Regions from separate parts of the Mus musculus genome. Here region 2 is linked to region 1. A link is a contact called in public HiChIP or PLAC-seq data. All regions are on one chromosome and are shown on one strand. Each heading gives the region's core, a stretch centred on a gene start, on an enhancer-like site or on the middle of the called end of the contact. The rest is flanking DNA. Distances are from core to core; before and after follow the strand shown. Region 1 overlaps Klhl30 (kelch-like 30). Region 2 overlaps Twist2 (twist basic helix-loop-helix transcription factor 2).

Region 1 (2,795 bases), core at 83-2,582:
TAGCTAAATCTGTGTTCTCTCAGCATCTGCCTCTTCCCTGGTCTCTGGAAGCTGGTGGTGGTCAGGATGCCCTGTTGTTGCTAGCACCTAGGATCTCCACAGCTCACCTCCACCAGCTGGATACCCTTGAAGCTGGCCCCCAGTTGGAGACTTATTAGACTCCCAGCTCCCTAGCTGGAAGATCTTTCCTCTTGGAACACCAATTATGCCACTGACCCCAGAATGACCAGGTTAGGCACAATTCAGCAATGCTGAGAACCATGTGTCTCTCTCTACTCCAGGATTCCCCCACTCACACTCGCCCAGGGATGTGTGGCCTTTCTAACTCCCTTTTTCTTTCTTTCTTTTTCTTTTTCTTTTTGGTTTTTTGAGACAGGGTTTCTCTGTGTAGCTCTGGATGTCCTGGAACTTACTCTGTAGACCAGGCTGGCCTCAAACTCAGAAATCCACCTGCCTCTGCTTCCCAAGTGCTGGGATTAAAGGCGTGCACCACCACCACCTAGCCAACTCCCTTTTTCTGATTAAAGTCAGTGTCACTCTTTCAGCCTTTGCCTTTGGAAAGCCCTAGGATTGCATGCTCAGGGAAACACTATAGGACATCCCCCATGGTATAGAGTCCTCAATTGTTTTCATGGGATAAGAGCTACATCCTGATCTGCAGGCCAATAGAGACTGGGCCTGGCATGAGAGACTTTTGAAACCGTAAAGCCTACTTGTAGTAACATACTTTCTCTAACAACCATACCTCCTAATCCTTCTAATCCTTTCAAACAGTTCTACTCCCTGATGACTAAGCATTCATATAGATGAGCCTATGGGGCCAACTCTTATTCAAACCCCCAACATCATGGGAGCATTTAGAACCCAGGCATGAGTTCTGTCCTCTTAGAAGTAACATCTCTACCCCCCTGCCCTATTTGATCTCTGAGTTGGCTCAATGGTCCCAAAGACAGGCATGAAGTCAGGTCTGGGAGCAAAGTGAATCCGGACTTGCAAAGTCAGGGCAGAGCCTGGAGTCCTGTCCTCAGAACTCAGTAGTGTCAAGAACCAGTCTGAGCCCCTGGGCTGGTCCTAGAGAAGAAGTCTGCACTCAGTGTGAGCTGGGGGCCACTCAAGCCTCGTTGGGCTAGTAGCTGGTGTTGGCCAGACCAACTCCCAACCTACAGTCTAGGTCCTCAGCAGTCTGTAGCAGACAGAGCATGCTGCTCACACACAGTGATAGTTCTTTATTGTTTGTCTGGTTACAAATCTGGTGCCTCGTCTGGAGGAGAGCAAGAGGGCAAAGGGACAGAGATGTGGAGACTGAAAAATGCATGACCTCATGAGACCACGGTCTGAGTCATGTTAAATCATATCATGATTGGCAGGAGAGTCCATCAGATGTTAGCTCCACCCCATCTCAGCATATCCCCGGAAGCAAGCTTTTGACACACCCCAGGGCCATCCCCAGAATCCCTGCAGACCAGGGTGAGGGATCAGGTGTGAGATACCCCGAATATCAAACATTAACTCATTTATCAGATGACCTGCATATCTGATTTTAGTCATAACAGTAGCAAAATTATCGTTATGAAGTAACAATGAAGACAGTGTTATGGTCGAAAGTGACTACAACATGAGGAACTGTCTTAGCACTGGGCAGCTTGGGAACCGATCTCCTAGAGAATCCTCTACCGTCTCACTCTCCTGCCCTGAACCGCATCCCCTGCCTTCCTAGCCTCTCTTCAGGGGCCGCTTTCCTGGTGTCAGAGGTACCCATGGTGGAGCAGAGCCACCTTCCTCCCAGAAGCAGCTATGTAAACACAGTGCCAACACACAGAGGCTAGAGATGGGGAGAGCCCAGCCTTCATCCAGCCACCCCATGTGGGGCGAATGTGGAATCTGAGGAAAGAGGGGAGAGAGGAAGCTGTGGACATGGTCAAAGAGCATGGCATGGCCTGCTCTAGGCTGGGCCTCCAAGCTTGAGGCCCTGGCTCAATGTTGGGGTATTCCATTTTAACTCCCCATTTGCACAGCTCCCCACTCCCCCCAAACCACGGTAGGTAGAGCAAGAAGAACTGCCACCACGGGGCCTGTTTTCCCTGAGGGTATAGTCCAGGACCCCTTAGCTTCTTTCTCTGGGGTCTTCAGGGACAGCAGAGCCCTCTCCTCCACTGTGTGAGCTGAGTGTCAGGGTCTCGCTTGCTCTTACAACTGGTGACAAAGTTGCTAGCCCCAGAGCTGTGTCATCTGATACTGAGCCCAGCCCATGCCTTGGAGGGGGCAGCAACTCACAGTAGACAGAGGACACACATGGGGGGGGGTGGCATTGTGCAGGACAATGAGGAGCAGAGCCAGGAACTCCTCCCTCCCTAGTGCTCCTGAGGGGCAGTGGGGATGAAGGGCTGTGTCCATTTGGAGACATCCAGAAAGATGGTAGAGGCCCCATGGTACAGCCAGAGACGGGGTAGAGAGCCATGGCGGGCCCAGGCATCTCTTACAGTGTCGTAGGCCTCCATCTCCACATGGTAGTCTCCATCCATGCCTTGCCAGCGGCCACCCGTCACATACAGCAGGTCACCCAGAGGCACTAATGCACCGTTCTCATGTAGGCTGTGTTGAGATTGCACCTGTGGATGACAATGGAAGGGTGGAAACAAGGATGTCCTTGGTGTTAGCATTCTGTCTAAACTCCACCTCATGTTACCTGGCAACAGCCAGATAGGCCTGGCCCACTATAAAAGGGGCTTCGGGCCCCTCCTCTTTCTCTTATTCTGCTTCCTGCTTGTTTCTCTCTTACCCTCTTGGGCTCTTCC
Region 2 (2,700 bases), core at 193-2,692, 460 kb before region 1:
CCCTCTTATTTCCCCGACGATGATATATTCTTTAGAAAGATTAGTACATTTCTTTTTCTTGCAAATGACCTAGAATTTTAACTTCTGAAGAAGTTGATTTCTCTTGCTTCTGTCAGGTCCCTTGCTGGCCTCGGGAGAAGCCAAAGTGAAGGCTCTTGTGGGCCCACAGGCTTCTCTTTCTTCTGATGTAGCTTCTGCTATGTTGACACATCATAGGGAAGACTTTTGTCTCTGCAACTGCTGCTGAAACCCAGTTCTGTCTAATAGCGGTGTACATGGGATAGAGGAATCAGGACTCAGCTAGACACAGGCTCTCCCAGGTGGATGTCTCTACCATCCATGAAGCTCCTGCTTACCATCTGCTCAGGCTTCATGCATCTTATGCATGTATGTATGTATGTATGTATGTATGTATGTATGCATGCACGTAAATGTTTTCTTTTTTAATTATGTGTATGCCAGTGTGCATGTGGGTATAAGTGCCCATGGAGGCCAGAAGAGGTTGCCGGAGCCCCTGGAGCTTGTGTTTTTGATGGTTGTGAGCTGCCTGGCATGGGTGCTGAGAACAGAACTTCAATCGTCTGCAGGAACAACCAGTGCTCTTCACCGCTGCACTTACTTTTGAGATAAGGTCTCACTGTGTTTCTGAGGCTGGCCTGGTCCTTACTATGTAATTGAGGCTGGCCTTGGACTTTATTTACATATTTATTTGCTGGGGGTGTTTTTGGGTGCACATATGCATGCAGGTGTGTGTGCACATGTATGTAAGTAGGGCGGGTCAGAGTGCTCTTCTTCAGTTGCTCTCTGCCTTATCTTTTGAGGCAGATCCCTCCCCGGATCTCCCAGTTACTTTTGAGCCCTCGGGACCCTCCTGTCTCTGCCTCCACGGTGCTGGGATTGAAAACACTTTTACCACGTCACCCAACTTTTGCGTACAGGTTCAAGGGGTTGAACCTGGGTCCTCATGTTCCTGCAGCAAACACTGCCAGCCGAGCCAGCTCCCAGCCTCTTACGTTCACTTCCGTGTTCCTGCTGGGATTGCAAGTGAACACCAGCACACTTGGCTGTGTCTCCTAATAGTGAGCTTCTTGGCAGTAGTAGTAGACAGCAGTTAGCTTGTAAGGGGCACAGATGACCACTGGGTTTCTTTCTTTCTTTCTTTCTTTCTTTCTTTCTTTCTTTCTTTCTTTCTTTCTTTCTTTCTTTCTTTCTCTCTTTCCAGAGTTATGGAGCTGGAGACCTGAACTCTAACCTGAAGCCTGGGCCTTTCCTGCATCCATTTCCCTCCAAGCCCCGACAGTGCTAGAGCCCATGACCAGCCACCTCCTTTGTCTGTCTTTATTGCATCAGAATCTTCTAAAGTAAACTTTCACCCAGCCAGGGCTGTGCAGGGCCAGAGGGCTTTGCCAGGGATCTGTGAGGTAACTTTCCATCTGTTTATTTATGCTTTGCTACTTGGGGACAGGGGGAGAAAGGCACAGGGACCTAGGAGTCCCAGAAGCTAAGCAGAGTGGCTGACATCATGGGAATTTGTATGGCCTGACTCACGCTGTCCCCTGGTGAGGGAGTAGAAGTTCACAAAGTGCCTTTGGCTCCTGTGTCACCAGGAATTTGCAGTGTTGCAGCGGCTGGAAGCCCAGCCCTTACAGATGGTGTGAGATCCCACAGTTTCCAGCCACATGGAGCACACAGCCACAGGGACTCTCTAAGGAAATGTTGGTCAGCATCACAGAGTTTTCCAAATTTCCTCTTTCATCTCTTGGCCAAGTCTACCTTTATCCAGTGGTGGAATGGCTGGAACTCTTCTGTCCCAGTGGGCAGTACAGTCAGAGGGGTCCTGAGATGACCTTTTCTTCTGCTAAGTCCTGAAGGGGACATCCCCCCATCCTGTCCTCAAGGCTCCTTGAGAGACTTCTGACTGCCATGTTTCAACCCAGTGAAGAAAAATGGAACTGAGTCCTCTGTGGCCCAGGAGAGTGACAGATACCAGCTGCCCTGCCTCCCTCCCTGGTTTGCCCTGACAGATCAAACCATCTCAAAAGAGGCGATGCCAACAACTGTCTTTCATAGCTGGAGCCGTCTAGTGACAAGAACACTGTAAATCCACTCAGGCTGTGATAGGCTGTGGTTCTTTGTCCTAGAGCCGGTGCCTTCCCTGTGGATTTCATTTCTGCTTCTCTGGGACGTTATGAACAGAGTCTCCGTGAGGACAGCTGGTCACAGGGAGGGGACTGGTGTGATAAAGAGACCGTGAAACCCAGAACATAGATGTGAGGGTCCACCCACATCTGGAGGATAAGTCAGGGAATCCAGTGCTACGCGGACCCAGTTGATCACCGTGATAGAACAAGCTTTGTGGACATCAAAAAGCATGATAGAAGAGCATACTGTGCTTATAGCCACAGTATTCATGAAAGTCAAAAGTGGGAAGCTGTACAACATGAAATATCATTTAGCCTTAAAAAAATGAAATCTTGGCATAGCTGTAACCTGGGTGGACCATGAGGCATATGCTAACTGAAGTAAGCTAGTTACAGTGATAAATCCTGTGGAATTCCTGTCATAGGAGGTCCCCAGAGGCAGGAACTAGAATGGCACCAAGAGCCAGGGCAGGAGATGGGAGTTAGTGTTTAATGAGGGTGTAGAGGCGGGTGCTTCTGACGGTTGTTACAGTGTGTGATGAAATTACTCACCTAGCAA

The links. HiChIP or PLAC-seq counts read pairs in DNA pulled down with a chosen protein or histone mark.
Region 2: a contact with region 1 is called in a FOXA1 HiChIP or PLAC-seq map of pancreatic cancer cells. The contact joins two enhancer-like sites. A contact is called at or near these places in 1 of 39 promoter capture datasets (liver) and 1 of 115 datasets of contacts at active chromatin or transcription factors (pancreatic cancer cells).

The regions. Positions count from the first base shown.
Region 1 is chr1:91,360,823-91,363,617 of GRCm38.p6, reverse strand. Klhl30 (kelch-like 30) reads right to left here. Exons shown (of 8, transcript NM_027551.2): 8 at 1,214-2,609. The coding sequence ends at 2,352. Among named protein-coding and RNA genes, the nearest start is that of Erfe, 4.2 kb to the left of the region's middle. Within about 2 kb of position 1,332, at least 13 of the 459 cell types and tissues checked have an H3K27ac peak or open chromatin away from gene starts, as enhancers often do. A contact at or near this core is called in pancreatic cancer cells, where this site is marked.
Region 2 is chr1:91,822,488-91,825,187 of GRCm38.p6, reverse strand. The region is part of intron 1 of Twist2 (twist basic helix-loop-helix transcription factor 2); the gene reads right to left. All of the region lies in intron 1 of Gm46117 (a long non-coding RNA gene), which reads left to right. Among named protein-coding and RNA genes, the nearest start is that of Gm46117, 7.5 kb to the left of the region's middle. Within about 2 kb of position 1,442, at least 72 of the 459 cell types and tissues checked have an H3K27ac peak or open chromatin away from gene starts, as enhancers often do. A contact at or near this core is called in pancreatic cancer cells, where this site is marked.